2 separate regions of the Triticum aestivum genome follow, and region 1 is linked to region 2. A link is a contact called in public Hi-C data. All regions are on one chromosome and are shown on one strand. The core of a region is the stretch at or near the end of the contact, and the rest is flanking DNA. Distances in the headings are between cores, read along the strand shown.

What was found. A called contact is a pair of places that touch in the nucleus more often than the background predicts.
Region 1: a Hi-C map of leaf shows a contact between it and region 2, with 4 times the contacts expected there. The contact joins the promoter of LOC123110601 here to the promoter of LOC123110600 in region 2. A contact is called at or near these places in 2 of 5 Hi-C or Micro-C datasets (both in leaf).

The regions. Positions count from the first base shown.
Region 1 is chr5B:97,831,873-97,838,149 of IWGSC CS RefSeq v2.1, forward strand. LOC123110601 (probable polyamine transporter At3g19553) reads right to left here and starts at 2,900. Exons shown (of 2, transcript XM_044531160.1): 1 at 1,825-2,900; 2 at 964-1,719. The coding sequence starts at 2,786. The coding sequence ends at 1,224.
Region 2 is chr5B:97,480,920-97,487,371 of IWGSC CS RefSeq v2.1, forward strand. LOC123110600 reads right to left here and starts at 3,643. Exons shown (of 2, transcript XM_044531159.1): 1 at 3,447-3,643; 2 at 1,815-3,159. The coding sequence starts at 3,007. The coding sequence ends at 2,057.

The sequences.
Region 1 (6,277 bases), core at 1,650-4,149, 350 kb after region 2:
CTATTTATTTTCTGTGATGAACTATGTGATAAAAATATTATTTATGTTGAGAACTCACGACGAACCACGCCGAATATGAGCCGATTCGCGCCGATATCGGGCCTTTTCGCTGAAAATGGACCGAAAAATGGGCCGACATCGACGCCTGGAGGCGACCTGGGGCGACGGCTGGGTGCCCAACCGCCCCAGAACCGATTATACCGCCGGCTCGCTCCCAGGCGGCAATTTTTATGCCTTCTCCGGGCCAACGGCTGGAGATGCTCTAAAAAAAAGATAGGAATGGTGAGCAGTGCAGTCTGGTCGATCAGTCGTACAAAAGATTCGTCATAGCAGTACTTTACTCAAGAGCCAAGCTGACCGCATCACAATCTATCCGCACTTTGCCGAAGAAACACAACTCCTGCTCACTCAAACAAATTGAGCCTACTGCTACTCGGCGTTGCACACAAAGTTATACTAGGAGACAAAAGTGCAAGGGGAGGGGTTCCGCTTGCAATCGCTTCCGTATTTGATTCAGCATTTCAGCGGAAAGGAATAGACAGTGTTGATCCCGTCCAAGAGGACGACTTATTTGAGCCCTCTCACCCCGCGCGGCACGTTTCTGTCCACTCTCCAGCAAGCCGATGGTGACATGCATCTACACTAGTCCATCATCTGATCCAGTTAGTTGGCAGTGGAATTCCTATGTTTCCATATGCACGAGTCACGTGTGTAGTATAGTGAGCTGCCTTTGTCGCGCATTACACATCACAGCATCCATTTCAGAACGCTTTCATTCTCGTATGTATATAAAGAAGAAGTTTTCATTCTCATTATATTTTTTGCTGTGATGTGGATCAGTTAGAAAAAGACTGACATGACTTCTTCAAGCTGGCTCTGAAATACAGCAAAACGGAACATGTTTGCTGTCGTTGAGTCTTGCAGAGTATATATGTGCTGCACTTTAAATGGAACCTGACTATATTTCAGTTCAGTCAATCAACCCATAGTGCTCTGCATCCAGATCCAGAGCTCAAATTCTTGCAATGAATCCCAAACATGAAGCAACTACAGTTTTCACCATGACAACTCGGGGATTTACAAAACTCAACTAACTGTGGTATGAATGAATTGATTATTGGTGTATGACAAATAAACCCATTTACTGAACCTACTGTACAACAACTGTACTAGGTACGTATGTGTGGAGGTACAAATTGCGACCGCCTCTCCGCGAGCGCGCGCTACTCAGCCTTGCTGGCCACTTCCTCCTCCTGGGCGGGGGGCACGGCGGCGGGGAGGAGGACGGCGCGAACATCCTCGACGTCGTCGTCGGACGACGATCCGTGGAAGCTGTCGGACGGCACGGGCGTCAAGAACTCGACCAAGCCGCTGCGCTTGAGACGTTCGACGCCGAAGTACATGGCGACCCCGACGGCGAGCACGATGATGTTGACGACGATGGTCGTGGCCGACGCGAGGCACATGACGGTGCCGATGAGCAACACGGGCGGGACGCACATGACGGCTGCCCCCACGGAGCCGAGCGGGATCCGGTACGGCCGGGGCAGGTCCGGGTCCTTGAAACGCAGCTTGACGAACGCCGCGAACACGGCGAGCATGCCGAGCCCGTAGAGGAAGTTGAGGAGCTCGATGATCTCCTGGAAGCTCATGAAGGAGAGGACCACCACCCCCGTCGCCGAGCAGAGGATGCTGTACGTGGGCGTTCCGTGTCGCGATCTGCGTGTAAGACGATGCATCGCGGGAAGATGAGACATGTTTTTATGGTTTCTTCTTGGCGGGAAGATTAGATTTCGACTTCGGATTCAGATTCGAGTTCATCACCTCCGGGCGAAGATGGCGGGGATCATGCCCATCTCGGCCATGCCGAGGAGCTGGAAGGAGTCGCTGCTCATCTCGGCTTCGAAGAGCCCCATGTTTGACATGGCCGCCGCGGCCTGGATCCACACGCGCAGCCAGGGCCCGCCGATCCTCTGCCCGACCTCGGAGAAGAACCCGTCCGTCCACTCGGCCGCGGTCTCCGATGGCAGCGCGCCGGTGCCGGCCAGGAGCGGGATGAGGTACGCGCCGACGACGAGCGCCACGGCGCCGAACACCGCCTTGGGGAACGTCTTCCTCGGCTCATCAACCTCGCCGGCGAGCGTGCTCGCCTTGTCCCAGTAGTTGAGGTTCCAGAACATGGAGTTGAAGTACCCGCGCGGGTCGATGGCCTTGGGGTTGACGGCGAGCCAGCGGGAAGGGCGGATCTTGGGGATGGCTAGCACGGTGAGCGCGACGAACGGGGACAGGGAGAAGGCGGTGAGGAAAAGCGCGGACAGGCCGACGAGGTGGAGGCCGCGGAAATTGAGGTAGGTGAGCGCGGTGGTGAGGCCGAGCACGGCGAGAGAGCGGATCGGTGGCGCGAGGGCGAGCCCGCTGGAGCGGAGGTAGTCGAGGAAGAGCACCGGGTAGAGCGCGTTGTCGAGGGTGCCGGAGGCCCACTTGGAGAAGCCGACGAGGAAGGCGACCGTGGGGCCGAACGCGGCGGAGACCCAGGCGACGTAGCCAGCGTTGGTGGGGAAGGCGGAGGCGAGCTCGGCGGTGATGAGGGCCTCAGGGAGCGACCAAAGGACCGGGAGGATGAGGAAGCCGAGGAGCGGGAGCAGCGCGCCGCCGCCAGCGCGGACAGAGTCCTCGATGCCGAACGGCCCGCCCGAGACGTCGTAGAAGATGAGCGCGACGAGGGGGAGCACCGTCAGGGGGCGCCGCCTCGGCGCGGGGACGTCCTCTCCGCCTCCGCCGGTCATCGGGTCAACGGCTGCGCGCCACCGCCCCCGCCGCCGCGGGCGACGAGAGAGACGGATCAGGGGATTGGTCTGGTGAGGTGTGGAAGTATGGAAAAGAAATGGTCGTTGTGTTGGGAGGAAGCTGCGGGAGATATTATCGGGTGATTTGGGCATGGCAACTGGCAAGGCGGGCCCAGGGTTCTGGTCATGATTCTGTATTCCAGTTAGACAGGATCCGCACGTGCTCGCACGCATCTCGGTGTATAGCTTTTTCTAATTCTAACGGAATGTCAGTGTATAGTTTTTTTATAGCAATGTCAGTGTATAGCCATTAAGCTTATTTTCTAGGACTTCCAACCATTAAATATTCATATATAATTTAGAAAAAATAGGTATAATTTATTTGCGCCATATAATTGATGATCCAAGAAATATGTGTAATAATATGACAAAAATTTCAGAAAAATAGACTATACATGTTTATGCCATAATCATACATGTTAAGAACTTGGAAATATCCTATTTAGGGCCAAACATGTTTAAACCCATTCGATTTATGTCTTGAAGTTTGGAATTGCTATAAATTGACCAATTCCACCTCAATTAAGTCGATGCCTCGCTTAGGAAACATGGTGGAACTAATTTGGTGATCTAATTGCCGACCAACATCACAAATGTGCAGTAACCCATTCATGTAGTCACATCAAATGTTTTGCCTTTATTCTATGCTGCACAAGCATCAAATCTTCCTTGAACCTGAATTTTCAACATCGTAATTACACTTGGCAATTTCTCGCCATTTCGTTGAGTCCAAATTCTCGAACATCCTTGGATAATAATATCCAAAGCTATTCCTTTAGGAAGTGAAGAGTGTATGAGCATGATATCATGAAAACTTGATATGCCATGTTTTCCAATGGAAAAAAATGTTGTTCCAGTAGTCTTGAGCAAAATTGCAGTCCCAAAAAAGATGTCTCAAGGTTTCTTCAACGTTCTCATTGCAGAAGACACATTCATAGCAATCTAGGTGCATGTTTTTTCTCTTAAGCAGATTCCTGGTGTTAACTCTATCATGAAGCAACAACCAGGAAAATGTTTTATGTCTGAGGCTATTGGTTGTCTTCTAGGTCCATTCGAATAGATGATTCTCCTCAGTCCTATAGAAGATGGAATGGTACATCTTGATGGATGAGTAGTGTTTGTTTTACCTAATTCCTTTACAAGTATCTTTCCTTTGTGTAGACCAGCGTGCTTCTACTAGCCTTTGCAATTCAATCAACTGGCCATGTGCTTGCTCAGATAGAGGGGTATGTAACAGTTGATGAGGGTCTTCCACTAATATCCAGGAGGCTACATATTGCAGATCATTTTTGACAAAAGAGTGAAGATCTCTGAATTTACTGGCTAAAGGAATATCAAGCCAGTTGTCAAGCCATAATAGTATGGATTGACCATTCCCCAAATTGCATTGATATTTGCTTTTGAACATAGGAATGAGCTTCCACTTCAATTAAATTGTTTCTTGCTGCATTGATCAATTCATCAACTTAACATGTCATGACATACATTTGGATGAGCATTGTGATGTACGGAATGTTGTCCCCTATCTTGTCAGTTTGCTTCTTCCCCATAGAAGCTGAAAACGGAGTGGAGTTTGACAACATCCTTGAAGAGCCGCCAGGGTAGCTTGGGCCTCAAGATGATCTCCTAGGCACCTTCATATTCCTCGGGCTTGCCTCCTCTTGTCAGCCTCGTGGAAGGTCTCTCGGGAACTTAGTGAAAGTGCAACTAATCCCTGGGTGGTGTTGGTAATTAATAATAACATATATGTCATTGAACTAATGCCTACTTAAAGAAATAGTTCGGGAAATTTCAATGTTGGCATGACAAGGACATGTGGATGTGGACCCCTCAAAATGCTAAGAAGAACATATTGGCAAAAGCTCCAAGACTTCATTTTGGTTAAGTGATCCAAGATCACATTGAGTCAATACTATTAAAAGGGATGCAGTTTTAATCATGACTTAGTTGCTCAAGTGCTTGAAGATATTTCTCCAAAACCCTCAACCACTTTCCCACATTCCATCCTGTCAAACTCTAAATATCTAAGTCGGTCCCACCGATACATAGTTCAACCTAGACAGAGCCACAACCAAACCCTAGAAACTCAATTCCACCGAGATGGCATTTGGTCCCACCGAAGTGCAGTGGCCAAGTTTCTGTAACCCATCGACTTCATTTTGGAATTACCAAGTTGAAATGATCGAAACTACCGAGATGAGGTTCCGCTTAGGTCATCGCTAATCGAAGCCACCGAGTGGATTCATTCGGTCTCACCGAAATGCCTAACGTTTGAATCTTTTGCACTGTTCGGTTCCACCAAGATTCCATTTCGGTACCACCGAGTTGTGTACAAAGTTTGTAACAATTGGATTTTTAGTGTTGGCCATAAATACCCATCCAACCCCACATACTCTCAAAGAGAGCCATCGGAATGAAACTACACTTCCACCATTCATTTTCTGGGAGAGAATCACCTACTCATGTGTTGAGATCAAGGCATTCCAATCCAACCATTTGAACCTTGATTTCTAGCCTCCTCAAGTTGCTTTCCACTCCAATCCTTCTCCTACCCAAGCCAAATCTTTGAGAGAGTGATTGAGTGTTGAGGAGACTATCTTTTGAAGCACAAGAGCAAGGAGTTCATCGTCAACACACCATCTATTATCTTTTGGAGAGTGGTGTCTCCTAGATTGGTTAGGTGTCACTTGGGAGCCTCAAGATCATGTGGAGTTGAACCAAGGAGTTGTAAGGACAAGGAGATCGCCTACTTCATGAAGATCTACCCCGAGTGAGGCTAGTCCTTCATGGTCCTAAGCCATGGTGGAATAGACAAGGTTGCTTCTTTGTGTACCCTTCGTCGGTGGAGCCCTTCGTGGACTCGCGCAGCTGTTACCCTATGTGGGTTGAAGTCTCCATCAAGGTGGATGTACAATAGCACCACCTATCAGAACCACGCCAAAAATCATTGAGCCTTCATTGCGTTGGATTTGTCTGATCCCTCCTTTACGTTCATACGCAAAGTCTTTACTTTTCATTGCATAACTCTTAGACTTGCATGTGCAGGGTGTTGCTTGGCTTGGTAGAATTGCTAAATCCTGCCAACAACTAAAACTGGGAAAAGGATAAGTTTTTGTTTGGTCAAGTAGTCTAATCAGCCCCCTCTAGACATACTTTTGATCCTACAAGTGGTATCAAAGCTTTGGTCTCCATTGCATTGGTTTCAAAACATAGTGTAGGATCGAAAGTAGGTCTAGAGGGGGGTGATTAGACTACTTGACCAAGTAAAAATCTAGCCTTTTCCCAATTTTAAGTCTTGGCAGATTTTAGCAACTTAGGACAAGTCAAGCAATCAACCTACACATGCAATTATAAGAGTGTAGCGGTGGAAAGTAAAACATTGCATATGAAGGTAAAGGGAAGGGTTTGGAGAAGGCAAACGCAATGTAGAC
Region 2 (6,452 bases), core at 2,393-4,892:
AATGCCTCGACATGGGCAGTAGTTATAGGCTTCCGAAATATGTCATGGGAATAGACAGGTACGTACCAAGAGCAAATTCCATGAGAATAAGTTGCACAACTGACAAAAACTCAAAAAAATTTACTAAGGGCCATAGTAAATTTATTTCAGTTTTTTTCATTAATGTGTACAGTTCATTCTATTCTTCTTTTAGTTTCACACATGGGTTCCCTCCCTCCCTCCCTCCCTCCCTTCCTCCCTCCCTCCCTCCCTCTCTCAAAAAATTTTACTAAGGGCCATAGTAAATTTATTTCAGTTTTTTTCATTACAGTTTTTTTCATTACAGTTTTTTTCATTAATTCTATTCTTCTTTTACCTCCCTCCCTCCCTCCCTCCCTCCCTCCCCTCCCCCCCCCCCCCCCCCCCCCCCCCTCCCTCCCTCCCTCCCTCTCCCTCTCTCCCTCCCTCCCTCTCTCTCTCTCTCTCTCTCATGGATAAGGGCAACTGAGGCTAGCGAGTAATTCAGCTGTTACGATGAAACAGATGTAAAAGAATTAAACCTTCTTCTGAGCTCATCTGGCTATTCACAAGTCGAAACCTTCAGGCAGTTTATCCATTTAATATCCAAATGAAGAGCCAAGAAGGGCCATTTCGCGAAGCATTTCCCAACAATTCAATTTTCGTGAAGAATAGCTAACCCGGCAACAGAACTTCAGGATACCAAGGGCAGCCCATTATTTGTAAGCCTAGCATCAGTTCTTCGGATGGAGAGCAAAATCAAAGGAAGTACTTGTGCAAAGTGAACTTAAAAGTTAACAGTGAGCCATTTCTGCGTCGATGAAATGCCACCGACGGCAAGGGCGCCACTCGGTCGCTGCAGCCCGGGATCCAGGATCCGTATCGGGAACTCAGAGAGAGCAGGTTCAAGACACAGTACAAAACACCTCCCATAATCGCGGAAGTCTCCATAAATACAACTGGGAACCCACTTAAGAACACAGAAAGAAGATCAGCTAAAGGCTAACAATAAACCCAGCAGACACCAAATGAAGAACCATCAGTTTGATCTAGCAAGGAAACAGGCCAGTTATTCAAACATCAGTCGGGAAGAACCAAAGGGAACAAGGGAAGAAGATAGGAGCAGAAAGAATACACAAACGAAGCATTATATCAGGGATTGAAGAGGCGGGAGGGGCAAAAGGCTTAAGTCCCTCAAAACAAGCTGAAGACACAACGGGGAATGCAAGGCAAACAGAAAACGGATGAACACACAAATAGGCAGACGAAGAGAGCCATCACACATTTGCAGGCGAGCTCGGAGCAAAATCGTCGAATGCCGGTGGATAGAAGCCCAAACTGTACGTGGAGTAGCAGCCCATCGGACACTGTAGCTACTCCAAGCAAGGCCAGCGTGGCCGATGGCCCAGCTTGCGACAGCACAGGCGGAGAGCACCGTGAGATCCAAATCAAACGTAAACCCTTTCCAAATCGTTGCGAGGGCTCCTAGTCTACACTGTCAGAACAAATGCTAGTTTGTATTAAAGATAGAAATAGACAGGTCGTGCCAAAATTCAGATACCTATGGAAACTCCGAAGAGGAAGGATAAAAAAAAATCAACTTGGCAGCTAGCAAGAACACTGCTTCCAAGTGCATGGTAAAAGAACAAAGATTATGCACACATGAAAGAAAATAGGGGTGAACAATATTTCTTCAGCAGAGCGAAGCTAACAGGTTCAAATTATCAAACAAAACAGTGACAAACCCAAGCAACGGAACCTGGTTATCAGTACAGGTATGTAAACAATCTGTGAGCAGCGGAAACAAAGTGAAGGTGTATTGGCAGAAACTCTTTATTTTGTGAATAGTCACAAGTAATGAAAGTGAACTGTGATGTATTGAAATTCCATGATGTATCATCCTAACCAAAAACACCCTCAGCCCTATGGCAGTCAAAATCTACTTCACCTCAACCTAACTAGCTGTAGATTTCTACAGCACCAATCTATGGCAAAGGATTGCCTACTCTGCCCAACATAACAACCGATGAAGTTCTATGAGAAAATTGGGTGCTGCCATTTAGCTGTCAAGGTGGGAAGCAATCTTCTCGTATTGCCTGGCGTAGTCACACCCCAGTAACCGAGCATTAGACTGTACAGCTGTGCAGAGATCTACCAGTGAAGCTTGGTAGGAACAGGCTAAATCTGAAGCAGTGGCATTATTCCGCCCACCATTTACAGCAGCAGAGGCACTTCTGTTAGCTTCTGGCATCCTCATTGTCTTTCCCCTTGCTTTTGCAACCCCCAAACAAGACTTCAGCATCTGACTTATGTACACGTTCAGCCCAGAGTTCAGCAGATCAGCACACTCTACGGATATGCTAAGTCCTTCGGCTTTCAGCTTATTCTCAAGTAGCTTCGACAGGTCCTCGCTACCTGGCAATTCACCATTATTATAGCAAATCTCTGAAGGATAAGGTATCGAAGGCTGAGAATTCTGGGCCTTTGGGGGGATTCCCAACGGAGCCCTGATTGGGCTCTGACTCTGCACACATACGGGGCTGCCCCTGGCTTGATCAACCTCCTCACCATCCTCGACGGACACAAACTCCGCGGCCCCTGGATGACCAAGAGGGGACTTTCCGAGTGGACTCGGCTTATCAGCAAACCTCTTGTCACGGTTAGCCACCGGCCGCACTCTCCTTGCTAGCGGCACACCACTGGCCAATGTCCCATTCGTCACAGCGCTAGTCTGTGAATTCCCAGTTGGCGTCTGCCTGCTGGGCGGTGGCCCCAGCGACATATAAGCATTGCCGAGGATTGACTGGACGAGGAAATTGTGAAGCTTGATGTTCTCCTTCCCCAGTGTGGCCACGCAGATCTTGTCAAACTCGCTCTTGCCTAGCTGAAAACTCAGGAACTTCTTGAGGCTATGGAAGTAGAGCTCAGAGCGCTGGTGGCCGAGCTTCCTGACTAGCTGCGACTTGATCTCCGCCGTGTCGACGCGAGCAAGTTTCTTGGAAGGCTGCATCTTGGAACAGCACGAATGTAAAAGGCCCGCGGAGACGATGGTGCTCTGGAAGAGCAAACCCTAGCTGCCACCGAACACCCAGGGGAACTCCAGCAATCCCCCGAGGGCTTCGCCCCAAGAAGTATCCTTTAGGCGAGAATCGTAGCACCCATCTGCGTAATCAGATCAAGAAGCGAAAAGATTAGCACAGAAGTTTGCTACGCAATCAGGTCAGCACAAGGGTTGCTCCGTGATCCAAGAGCTCGCACGGACGCACGGATAGCTTAAGAAATCTAATCCAAAACAATGTTTTCGAGCAAATCCGTACGGGGAATCGCAGACCCGAAGTAAATCCACCTCGAATTTCACAAACTTGACAAAATCCCGGGGCGAACTACCACCGAAAGATGCCAATTTCCCCGAGAATAAATTGGGGGAAGAAGGACGGGAGGAGACTAACCTGGATTGGAGAGGCCGAATCCACGACCCAATATCCAAGAGCGAAATGCGAGCTCACCGATGAGCTGAATCTTGTTTTTGGTTTTGCGGCCGCCGCAATCGGGGAGATATTTTTTTCCCCAATTTTGATCCCTGGTCACGACGAACAGCGCTGTCTCGTGCGCAATTTACAATTTACACCTCCCCGGCGAGCCTTGCTCTGGGCTAATGTCCCGCTGACAGGTGGGCCCTGAAGCGGATGATTGTGCTGCCAGTGTGAGCTGGCGTGGTTGGTTCGGTTGTCGGGGTCAGCCAGCCCCTGCTGGTTCTTGGACTCTTGGTCACACGTGCCGAAATAAAAACTTCCTGCTTTTTTTTGCAATTTTTTTAAATTGTTTGGATTGCTCACCATAAGTGTTGCTTATAAAAAATTTCAGAAAAACATCCTATCTATTCATTTTCAATCATGACAGTACAACGAACACCAGAAATAATATAAATTACATCCAGATCCGTAGGCCACCTAGTAACGACTACAAACACTGAAGCGAGCTGAAGGCGCGCCGCCGTCATCACCCCTCCCTCGCCTGAGCGAGCGAAAACTTGTTGTAGTACACATTCGGGAAGTCGTTTGTGCTAAGGCCCCGCAGGACCAGCGCCAACAGAACATCAACCGTCGCCGATGAAGAGTAACATATATCAGAAGAATCCAACCTGAAAACACACGAGCATACACGAACAACGAACAGATCCGAGCAACTCCACCAAGGACAGATCCACCGGAGACACACCTCCACATGCCCGCCGACGATGCTGGACGCACCACGGGAACGTGGGCTAGGCGAGGTGAACTTTATTCCATCTTCAGGGAGCCACTGTTGTCTCGCCTTTCTAAGTAGGACACAAACAATAACAAATCTCGAAGACACGTCTAAAAACGGAGCCCTCGCACCGTTAAGGGCCGAGATCCACCGCGTTCCCATGACCCTAAGACCACCAGAGACAATGCAGACCAGCGGTGACGCCGGTGGAAGGCAGGGGAACCCTAATTGGGGAGGAGGAGGCGACTTATAATTCATATGAACCAATTTGTGGTTGGAAGGCTAGGTGGACAGTGATATCCCCGGGCAACTAAGGATGAAGTCCTAGATTATATGTGAGTTCATTCAACTTATCCCGTGGTTAAAGTACCTTAACATTTTTATTATTTTGTACGATCTGAAACCAGGATCAAGTTCCACTATCAAGAAGACAACTAAACAAAAATAAAAAATGGCTTCCAGATGTGACAACTAAAGATCAAAGTCCATAGCTAGTTGTCGCCTCTAAGGCTAAATCAGCACTACTAACATGAAAAGAAGCAGACATGGGTTCTAAGAACCTACACAATTCATATAACTAGGCTATATATCTCGCGAAAAGGGGCTAAAAGAAAAGACTGCACCAGCTATCTATTATTCAGAGATTCTTTATCTAATCTTCCCTTATAGGCCCCAGTGTAGCTTGGTCAGTTCCTCGCCCATAGCCTGACGCTTGGGCTCGAAGAATCGGCGGGGCGCCTGTTTGACAGGTTTAGAGCCTTTAATTATATTTAGGTTGCACCAATGCTAGCTTTATGACTGACATAGATGACTATAAATCTCAATCGGGCTATGTTTTCACCCTTAATGGTGGTGCAGGGGTTTGGAAGAGTTTCAAACAAAACATTGTTGCGGATTCTATGACAGAAGCAGAGTATATTGCGGCCGCATAAGTGTCGAAGGAGGAAGTTTGGATCAAGAAGTTTCTTGAAGAAGTTGGTGTTGTCTAAAGTGCAATGAACCTGATGGCACTCTATTGTGGTAATAGTGGTGTTATTGCTTAAGAAACCAAGATCCCACATGAAGACCAGACACATTGAGTGCAAGTATCACATTATCCGACAATATGTCGACAAAGGTTTGGTGAAGATTCTCAAGGTTCACACGGATTTGAATGTATTAGATCCAATGTAACTAGATTATTAACTCTAATGGAAATGGGAGTCTATTGGAAATTTGCCCTAGAGGCAATAATAGTGTATTATTATATTTCTACATTCATAATTAAGAGTTTATATTCTATGTTATAACTGCTATGATCCCGAAATATGTGATTCAGTGGAAAAATCATATGCACGTGTGGAATGATAAACGGTAAAATAAGATTCCAAGTCTCGCCTCTAAAACTAGCTCAAGGTTGTTGATGATCATGTTTTCTAGATCTTAGGATATCATTAAGTGTAAATGATAATACCAAAACAACATTCAGAGTATGAAGTTAGAAGAATGATCATATTGAATCAACCCAAACTTGTTTATTATACTTTGAGATAATATCGTCTGAAGTCAATTATTATAATATGGAGTGTTAACATGTGATTTAGTTCCTTATACCATGAGAGTATCGTAGTCACTTCTTACCGTACGATGAACTCTAGGGTTGCTCAAGCGTCATCAGTAACACGATGATCATAACGACAACTTGCAGGTTCATCAAAAAGTTTGACAAGGGACTAGATAGCTCGAGAGTGGAATTTGCTCCTCCGACGATGGAGAGATATTCTTAGGGCCCTCTCAGCATGAAGACATCTTTCATCCTCTGCTAGACACAGGTGACTATGTCACAGGGATGCCAGAACATGTCAATGAGAAAGAAGAACAAAACCGGTAATAAAGAGATCAGTATAGTGAGCATGTGTATGACTCAAGAGGATATCGATATATCTCACCTCAGGTTTTGTAAGGTATCACGAAGCAAAGGGTCACCAAAGCTTCATTCGAATGTCATTCGTGTACTCATAGGGATCAATATGCACGTCCATGGTTCCACTATCGGTCATTTAACAAAGGGGTTTTGTTCATGTCTATTTTTTACTGAACCTATATGGTGTACATATATGTGTCAAAAATGATTCTAGAGATGTTAAATTAATAATAAAAGGCTCTAATAATAGTTAGGAGGCTTTTATATTTAATTAAATATAAGCGAGCCTTAAAAGTCCCTGTAG